2 separate regions of the Hordeum vulgare genome follow, and region 1 is linked to region 2. Evidence: chromatin contacts called from public Hi-C data. All regions are on one chromosome and are shown on one strand. Each heading gives the region's core, a stretch centred on a gene start, on an enhancer-like site or on the middle of the called end of the contact. The rest is flanking DNA. Distances are from core to core; before and after follow the strand shown. Region 1 has its middle 9.1 kb from the start of LOC123425485. Region 2 has its middle 160 kb from the start of LOC123429766.

Evidence for each region. Hi-C and Micro-C count contacts between places; a contact is called where the count stands out from the background.
Region 1: a Hi-C map of leaf shows a contact between it and region 2, with 5 times the contacts expected there. The contact joins two enhancer-like sites. A contact is called at or near these places in 4 of 6 Hi-C or Micro-C datasets (leaf and seedling).

Annotation. Positions count from the first base shown.
Region 1 is chr2H:124,076,774-124,082,004 of MorexV3_pseudomolecules_assembly, forward strand. No RefSeq gene overlaps it. Among protein-coding and RNA genes, the nearest start is that of LOC123425485, 9.1 kb to the right of the region's middle. Within about 2 kb of position 1,293, at least 3 of the 3 cell types and tissues checked have open chromatin away from gene starts, as enhancers often do. A contact at or near this core is called in leaf and seedling, where this site is marked.
Region 2 is chr2H:123,534,789-123,539,685 of MorexV3_pseudomolecules_assembly, forward strand. No RefSeq gene overlaps it. Among protein-coding and RNA genes, the nearest start is that of LOC123429766, 160 kb to the left of the region's middle. Within about 2 kb of position 2,538, at least 3 of the 3 cell types and tissues checked have open chromatin away from gene starts, as enhancers often do. A contact at or near this core is called in leaf and seedling, where this site is marked.

The DNA of each region.
Region 1 (5,231 bases), core at 43-2,542, 540 kb after region 2:
CACATAATTAACTGTCTAGCTAATTATTAATTGCATTAATGACTCGTTTTCAAATTGATTCGGTGTAGTAAAAAAATCCTATTTAAATGGCCGAATTAATTGCATGTGTAATTAATTGCCTAACTAATTAATTGCATCGATGGTTTGATCTTCTGATTGATTCTGTGCTCGATTTTCAAAATATTTTCGCATGAATAGCTGCTACGAACAACGACAATGACTATCGAGTACTATAGGACACGTTTCCTTAATGAATGGTTGCTACGAACGACGACAATGACCATTTTCTTCCCATGAACCTGGTTGAAGGTAATGCATGAATGAAGTTTGAAATAAACCCTGAGATTATAGAGGCAGAAACAAATAAACCCTCATATTTAAATTCATGAAGTCTCTACCGTGTCCTCTCTAATCCCAGTCTATCCGAACCAAAAGCAGAATCATGGGATTTGGCTTCTCTCACCCACGTGGGTCATCATATCATAGCCATTCTTCTCGTCACACCTGGCCAAACGGGTCGGGCCGGCACGGCCCGTTGTAATCGGATCTGGCATGGCACGGCCCGTCCAGGCACGTTTATTAATCGGGTTGTGCCGTGTCGGGTCGCGGGATGCGCCTCCAGGTCCAGACACGGCCCGGTTATTAAACGAGCCGGCATGTTGGCCCCATTAGCACGTTGCATCGTATATTCTTAACTTCATGGACTTATTTTTGGGCCAACTGGGCCATATTATATATATATATATAGGGTCGCGTTATTCGTCAGCCTGGGTGGGGAATAGTTATTCTTCACCCCCCTCTATTTTAACATCAATGCATCGTAATTTTACGTTCCGTAAATTTTGTCTTATTTTATACATAAAAAGAGACCTAAAAAAATATAACCAATGTAAAAATATTTTATGTCACGTAAAATTACGACCATACAAAAATAGTGCAAACAATACAATAAACTCATTTTTTTGGTCTTGTGACCTATATTTTTGTTTTTCTTTTGTCAAATTTTATGTAGTGATTCAATATGAATATAAATATTTGTATTTTAAATGTAATTTATTTGTAAATTGATCATAAGATTATCTTGATTGAAGAATAAACTATTCTACACCTGGGTGATGAATAGAGTTTATATATATATATATATATATATATATATATATATATATATATATATATATATATATAAAAAATCTAAATATATATGTATATATAAATAAACAGGTCGTGTCATACCGACCTGCGTGCCCAGCCTCCAGACCCAGACACGGTCCGAGGCGTGCTTCGGACCAGGCCCAAACACGATTGCCCGTGTCATGGGAGGCACGCGGGCTGTCAGACCGGCCCTGTTTACACGGCCCGTTTGGCCAGATCCGCTTCTCGTTCCCATCTCTCTCCTCCTCCCACTCTTCCTCTCAGATCCCTCAATGGCAATAGCGTAGATGCTAATAACGTGTGCTCCTTCTCCCGCGGATGGCAGGGACGACAGTCGCTGGTATGCGCTTCTTCTGTGACAACGGCGGGCGCGTGTCCTTCACGGTCTCTGCTGCATTGGCCCCGCACTCGAACACCAACAGAAGTCATCCCAGCAGCGCGCCAAACTTGAGCAGAGGAGAGCAGCACATGATAGCAGCCACCGGACAATGACCATAGACCCAGAGTCTGGCACTCTCGGAGCAAATATATGGCAACGTTCTTCTTGTTTGAGGCCAAGCTAGTCTGCTAGTGCACGAGCTCCGGGTGCTGTTGCAAATGAAAAGCGCTGGTTATTTTGCTCACTATTGTGTTGTTGTGCATTAGCAGAGAACACAACAAGGACGAGAGTGTCACCATGTACGAGTTTAGCTTGTACCATGTGAGTATAGCAAGCTGCTCTTTGCCTCTTTCTATGTGCGCGGCGGCGAGAGCAGAAACAGCAGCAGTATGCGGCAGCGAGCAACAACAGCACATGGTGCTGACCTCGCTGCCTTCATCGGGCTAGACTCGTCGCGCACCTCACGAAGTTCAGGGATGACCAATGCGCCCAGGCCACCGCCGTCGGTACCCCTGTCACCGCCATTGTCAATGTCGTCCGCGGGTTGGACGGGCTGGACGAAGAGATTGAGATGAGAGGCACCTAGAGTGCGTCGCCAAGCAGCTGCTCCCGCCCAAGAGAGTAGGTCCTTCTCCGGGAGCAGATCGAACACCTGTCATGCCTCGCCACACTTGGCATTGAGGAAGAGACTGGGGAAGGAGATGCATATGACAGATGGGCCCATGTACTACGTGACAGTAGAAATCAATCCGGGCTGGGATTAGGCCTTTCTTATCTTATTACACCAAACAGGGCCGAGATTGATCGGGATCTACAGGGTACCAACTTCAAGGATTTAGAGACGAGGGTTTGTTTGCGCCGACCTCTAATCTCACGGCTTATTTTAAACTTCACTCCTAATGCAGTAACCAGACGCGTCTATGGCTGACGGATTGACTTGACGCGCAGGCAGGAATCGACAGAGAGGCGTGGTCTTCTGGCATGACCCGGGACGTCGCCGCTGCCCAGCGCCGCCGGCCCGGCACCTCCTCGCGCTGCCTCTGAGGCCGCGACACCCCTGACACCTCCAGGTCAGACTCGACACGGACCGGACACCGGCGGCACGCGTGCACCAGCTGCCCTGACGCGTCAACCCTTCAGACCGCAGAAGCCCGCAAAGGCGGCGGGTCGGAGTTCAGAGCAGCAACGTAGGACAGGGGACAGAGTGGACGGGATGCATTTCATTTCGTTCATCGGGCACGTCTTTTCCAATGCTGCTTCCCTACCGTCCAAAATTCGACATGCGATTATGGGCACACGTAGGCCACAGAGTTTTTTTTAAGGCATCTCCAACATCGTGTATCAAACCGTCCGTGAAGTACATGTCCGCGGATCGTGTCTCAATTTACCGGAAGCAAACCTGACAGCTACCACGTTAGATCGTGACACCCCGGCTCACATATGGCGCCCGTGCATTCGGCGACTTCCCCGCTGTTTTCGTGCGAAAGCCTGCCCTTTCCCATTGTCTCCGCTCCGACCGCCGTGAGCACGCACCCGAGTTTTCATCCGTTTCGTAGACCACCGTCGTGATGAAACCAAAGGAGGTGGTGATGGAGATGTACGTAGTCCCGTCAGGTCCGAAGAAGAGGACCCGCCGGTAGTGGCCGCACGTAAGCCCAACACGGCAAACACTTAGGGTATGTACGATGCATAATCTCATGATGATGACTCATATGTCATGTAGAATTAGATGTCAGCAAAAGTAAGTTCGGATGAGGAAGCGGGATACATCGCAGAAGGCGATTGTTTGAATAGAAAAAGTGTGATCCGATGTAAAAACTGAAAAGGTTATAGTGAAAAGTAAAGACGTACGTGTATTAGAGTCTTTATTTCTTATTCTTTGATGAAGCCTACTATTGATAGCTTGCATAAGAAAGAAAGAAAAAAATCAATAAAGATGATTCAGATAACTTTTTATCCTGAAGCATCTGTATCCATATGCCATCATTGTACATATGGATAGGTCTAGGGACGGTTTGATAGTTGTGTTCGGTTGACGGCTTAACGATTGTGTTTCGTTGTACTTTAGATTTCAACTTTCTAGTAAAAAAACTAGAATTTGAACAAAGGGGCGGACTAAGAAGAAGCTTCTTCCTAATCTATAACTTTTGCTAGTTTAATTTTCGCAGTCGGGTATCCCAAGTTTTCCAGCTTCTAAACCGACCAAATATGTATGTCCCCTAGCAGTTTTGTTCTATTTATCCATCATGCCACTCCGTAGTGAAAATGTTTCGTTGTTGTTTCCCTCGTTAACCAGCCCGACCGAGAGCATCCCCTTCCCCCGCTCGAGTCATGCGAGCTAGGGTTCTTGTCCAGCCGCCGCCGCCGTCGAGTAGGCCATCCGTCGCCACGAAGCCGACCGGTCGTCCGCCAGCGAGCAGTCCATCCGTCGTGTGTCCCGTCAGTCGTCCGTCGTCAAGCCTCCCATCTCCGCCCTAGCAGGCCCTTCGCCGCGACGCCCCACATCTGCAGCGGGCCACGAGCAGGCCGTCCGCCGGCGACGACGAGCAGGTTGTCCGACGTGAGCACATGCCTTCACCAGCAAGGTAATCCCTTTCGTCCTCCCTTCTCCCCTTCGTGCGTCCGCGAGAGCAGGCTGTAAACATCTTCAGCCACGACTTATAAATTCGGACCCTCAAACGTCCGCGGCCGCGCAGTGAGTGACCGGGAGTGTCTCTTGTTTATCCGTCCGTGCAACCACATTTTTTATTTTCTTCCTCATATGTCCGGTCACTTGCACGCGATCGGTGAAGAGGAAAAGAAAGGAAGAAAAGAATGAATAAAAAGAAAAAAAATGGTTCGGAATGGGGTCACATCCTATGTGACGGATTGATGAGACGCGTCCGCGAGCTCTCGTATCCTCCGCATATTTGAGATGGATACGAGAGTTTGCACACAACCTAGACATCTTTACGAACGTATGAGAAACCATTTAAGGGATAGGGCTATAGATGGTCGCCCGGAGTCCACCATCACAAAAGCGAAGATGTTTTGGCGGCCTGTCACACAAATTTTAGGTTCGGCCATACGTATACAACTTTATGATATCCTACCCTTTCTGATTGTGACTGCATATGTTTGAACAATGTACAAATTGGTATTAATCTACTCCCTCCGTTCCTAAATATAAGTCTTTTAAAACATTTCACTAAGTGACTACATACGGAGCAAAATGAGTTAATCTACACTTTATATATGTCTATATACATCCGTATGTAGTTTCCTAGTAGAACCTCTAAAAAGACTTACATTTAGGAACGGAGGTAGTATATATGCATGTCAAATGGTGGACGTCAGATCTAGGACCTATATTTGATGCATATAAGAGCATTTACATGCGGATTTGACAAATCTGATCTCTCGAACGTTTGCGAACGCGTCCATGCGCGTTCGTGGACGTCTTAAATAATACATTATATAACTGGATACCTCAAATTAAAAACCATAAATACATATTATTATATGCAACGCAAATCTAATACTAAGCGAAGCTTGTCCGGCTCCGTCGTGTCCATGTCCGGCGGCTGGTTGCATTCCTCGTAGTGTCTGTCCGGTCGCCGACGAGGTAGAATAGGACGTGGGACACTAACCGACTCACGGGAGCAGAGCTCCGGGGTCTCTCATGTCCTACTCTTTCTCGTCGAAGCCCGTAACTCATATG
Region 2 (4,897 bases), core at 1,288-3,787:
TCGTTTTGCTTTCACAAGAGGCATGGTCGTGCCTCTTGAAAACGAAAAACAAAAATGTGTTTTCTGTTTTTCTGTGGTGAGAGGCGTGATTTTGCTTATGCGAGAGGCACGATTTTACCTTCGCGAGAGGCATGGCTATGCCTCTCAGAAACGAAAAATGCATGTTCTTTTTTTATATCACGAAAGGCACGATTTTGCTTCCACGAGAGGTATGATTTTGCTTCCAGAGAGGTATGATTTTACCTTCGCGAGAGGCACAGTCGTGCCTCTCGAAAACGAAAAAAAAACTGTGTTTTTTGTTTTTTCTTTATCACGAAAGGTATGGTTGTGCTTCCAGAGAGGTATGATTTTACCTTCGCGAGAGGCACAGTCGTGCCTCTCGAAAATGAAAAAAATGTATTTTTTGTTTTTTTATCATGAGAGGCACGATTTTGCTTTCAGGAGAGGCACGGTTTTGCCTTCACGAAAGACACGGCTGTGCCTCTCGAAAATGGAAAAAACACATTTGCTTTTTTTTTTCTATCGCGAAAAGCATGGCTTTTTCGTCCAGTTTTTTTATGAAAAAAAGTTCGTCAAAACTTATCAACATGGGATCTAGTTTTGAAGATCTCGACGCGAGGAACCCAACGGTGAAAACGGTTCGACATTTCGATGTTCGGTTTAACAGATAAAACATTTTAAAAATAAAGATCTACGAAAAGAGAAAATTCTTAGGTTGGGATAAGTGGCACACATACAGTGCGCCACTTGTCCCAACCTCAAAAGGGAAGAGTGATCTTTGAAAGGGTACTCCTAAATTAGCGATTTCGCAGATCGGTTAAGCTTTATTAGGTGGTGCTCAAAAGAAAGTTAAGTTTTCTTAGGCCCTGCCCCACTACTACAGAAGTCCACTATTGCAAGAAAGTGTATAAAATAGTACTCCCTCCGACCTTAAATAAATGATTTTAAAAACTTAACGTTGTACTAAAATTAAAGTAAAATTAAATTATTTTTAAGTCATCTATTTTAATATGAAGGGAGTAAAACAATTATGTCGGAGCTATGTCCCACCCATTACCAGACGAAGTTCCGCCTTGCCTCTGTAGTAGTGATGCTAGGTTTTCCCTGTGTGGTCTTTTTATTGGGTTTTCACTGTTTCTTGTGGTTCTCTTCTGTTTTTCGTTTTTTTGTTTTTCTTAGGGTTTTTTTTGTACTCACTGAGTTTTGTTTTAATTTTTGGTATATATGAGGAACATTTTTATATACATGCTTAACTTTTTTAATGTATATTAAAAATATGTTTTGATGCCTATTTTGTTTCGCATACACTGTATATTTTGTTTCATACACATTATACATGCTTCATTTTTTTTAAATACTTAAAAACATTTTTATACACGTTTACCATTTTTCAAACATCCATTTAAGTACAAATACATTTTTATACACGCTTAATTTTGATACTTTCAAATACTTGTTAAACATTTTAAGAGCATTTGAAAAAATTGAATGATACCAATGTTTATTTAAAATTAAGCATGATTTTTTTACATTCTATAAATACTTTTGTAAAAACATTTTGTAATGTGTAAATATTTAGAAAATGCAATGCACATTTTATTCAATGTTACGATACTTGTTTTAATTACACAAATATTTGTCATGAACCAACTCTGGATGAATAGTTAGGAGGACAATTATATCTTCAACCCATCAGGGTTCAAGCCCAAGACTTTTCACTTGCCTTTGCATTTTTCTGAATTAATTTCAGACATTGCGGCCATGTGCGCCCAGTGGGAGATTACGAAGGTATCCGTGACAACTTCGTCAATCTTAAAATGATGTGTAAGTCTAGCTTTTCATAAGTGTTCATGCGTGCATGTATTCATAAGGGTATATGTATATGCGTATGTATTAGCGTTTTGTGTTTGTATGTGTTCTCAAAAATGAAAACGTGAATATGTCTAAGAGCATCTCCAACAAACACGCTAGATCTAGCGTCCACAGGAAATTACACGGCTTTTGTGTGCGCGCACGCCCGGTTGGCCGTTCGAGTAGGTCCGGGAAAGTTAGGCGCGCTACAAAAACTGTACGCACGTGAAAAAATAGTAATGCACGTGACAGTTTTGACGCGCAGCGTTCGGCGTGTTCTATAAAACACGCACGCGGAGACCCGCCAAAAGTCGTCTCTGTCGCCTCTCTCTTCGTCTCTGTCGGTTCCCCGCCGCCGCCGCACCCTTTTTTCCTCGCCTCCGTCGCCTCTCTCTTCGCCCCCGCCGCCGCCGCCATGCCACCACTCCTCTGGATCTCTATATTGTGTTCCAGTTTCGAAATGTGTTCATATGTTTCGATAAGTGTTCAGTTTTTTCAGTATTTCAAAATTATTTTCATGATTTCAAACATTGCTCACATATTTAATAACTTTTCTCATATTTTTCAAAACAACAGTCAAAAAAGTTTGAAAAAATAGGATCTAGCATATGCTTTTAGATTTCGCACTGAATAGTTTTCATTAGCGCACGACATCTCGAGGGGCAAGCGTTATGGGCCATGGCATGTAAATGGGCCGGCCCATTCGGCACTCCCTCCATGCTTCGCGGAGGCAATTTACCGCAAAGCGGGTCCAATAAGACCTTCCGAATTCCAACTCAGGTCGCGTATTTGCAGCGTTTTAGAAAAGGAAACAAAATATAAAATGGGCTGCCCCATTACGGAGGTGGAATGTGGGCTTTGTAGTATTGGAATTTCCTATTTGACCTTTTCTCCGTCAAGCTGTCGAGTGAACGCATAGAGCGGCAACACTACCGAACAAATGAGCCAGCCCATCTGATAAGATAGCTAATGAGTAGATCGTATTTGGTTTTGGGGACCTTCTGGAAAGTTCCATCCCTGGTTTTTAACGGTTTTGGGAATCTTTCAGAAGGTTCCGAAACCATTTTGGACTGTTTTTTTTTATTTTCCTGTTTGTTTCAAAATTCACAATTTTTAAATATTTCTTTTTCCTTTTCCTTTTTTGTTTCTTCTTTCTTAGTTTTGCTTTATTTTTGTGTGTTTTTATTTTTGTTCAAAAGTTGCATAATTTTCACAAATTTTTTCGCATTTATGAATTTGTTCAGAGTTTTTCAAAATATTTCTCTGTTTCAGGATTTGTTCTCAAGATTCAAAAAATGTTCATGTTTTCAAAAATTGCTCGCATTTATGAATTGGTTCAGGATTTTCCAAAACTTGTTGTCAAGATTAAATTTTTCAGCAACTGCTCGCATTTAAATTCAGAACGCATTTTCAAAAAATTACTCAAAATTTGGAAGACAAAAATCAGGATTTTGTCAAACAATGTTCATTCCGGAACTATTCTTAGTATATTTTAGATTTCCGTTGTATTATGTTCTAGTGCAGTGGCTAGCACCAAGCTCTCACAAGGAGGTCTTGCTGTGTTCGATTCCTAGGGTGCTCACTTATTACGTTTTCACACTTATTTTCGCATTGCATTGAATGGGCTGGCCTAGTCAGTACCCCATGTGCGACGGGGATGCGGCAAATAGGAGTGGGAACTCCTACCTGCTGCTCACTACGGCAGGACCTCCTATTCGCCGCGTGTTGCACCAAGGAGTCGCGCGCCGCACATGGGTGGCGCCCTTAACTGGGCTAGCCCATCTTCGGCTCGCCCCAATTGAGCTTGCCCAGCTTACTTTTTTGTTTCAATTTTTTTAATAATTGTTTTACTTTTTTCAAATTCTGGAACATTTTTTGAAAATTCTAGAACATTGTTTTAAATTTTGGAATATTTTTCAAAATTCGGGAGCATTTTTCAAATTCCGGAATATTTTTCAAAACTCTGGAACTTTTTTAAAAAAAATTGAAACATTTTGATACAAGTTTCAGAATGTTTTTTTAAATTCCGGAACATTTTATCAAATTCAGGAAGATTTTTCAAATTCCGGAACAGTTTTTCAAATTTCAGAACATTTTTTGAAAATCCAAAACATTCTTGAAACAGAAATAGAAAAAAGGAAAATAAAAAAGAAAAAAGGAAAAAGAAAAAAAAGAAAAAGTAAATGAAAAGTAAAATCGGATCAGGGAATCTTCTAGAAATTCCCAAAACCAGAAAAGACCGGATGGGAAAGTCTAGAATATTTCCAAAACCGGCTGACTGAGTGGGCTGGTCCAATTCGCTCGTTTTATTGGGTGGCCTATGTAAAAGACTATCATTTTGACACAGTAAGCGTCAAATAGGATTTTCCCACCGCAGCAGGGGTCGCTCCCACGCATAACGGGAGCCCGACTGGGCCCGGCCAGCTTTTTTTGTTTAAAAAATTGGATAACTTTCTTTTTTTATTTCTTTTTTTTTGTTTCTTCTTCCTTTCCTATTATTTATTTTTTCCTTTTCCCCCGTTTTTCTTCCCATTTTCCTATTTTTATCAAAATGAACAAAAATTGAATTTCTCAATCTTTTTTGAAAACATGAATATTTTTTAAATCAAAGAACACATTTGAAAGCGTGAATAATTTCTAAAGCACAACATCTTTTGAATCTTGAAAACAAATTTTAAAATCAAGAATAATTTTGAAAAATCCTAAACAAATGAGGTACCCAAATAATTTTTTATTGCATAAACATTTTCAGAATCTTGAGAATAAAATTTTGAAACGGAGAACAATTTTGGAAACCCCGAATAAACTTGGAATTGTGAACTATTTTATGAAAGCATGAAATTTTTTGAAAATATGAATAATTTTGAAACATACTTAACAAATTCATAAACGTTAACAATTTTTTAAACATGAACATTTTTTAATCTTGAGAACAAATTTCAGAAAACAAGAAGATTTTTTAAAAACATTTCAGAAAAATAGAAAATTTTAGAAAAAATAGAACCTTTTTGAAAATCCAGAGCCTTTTTTTAAAATTCAGAACATT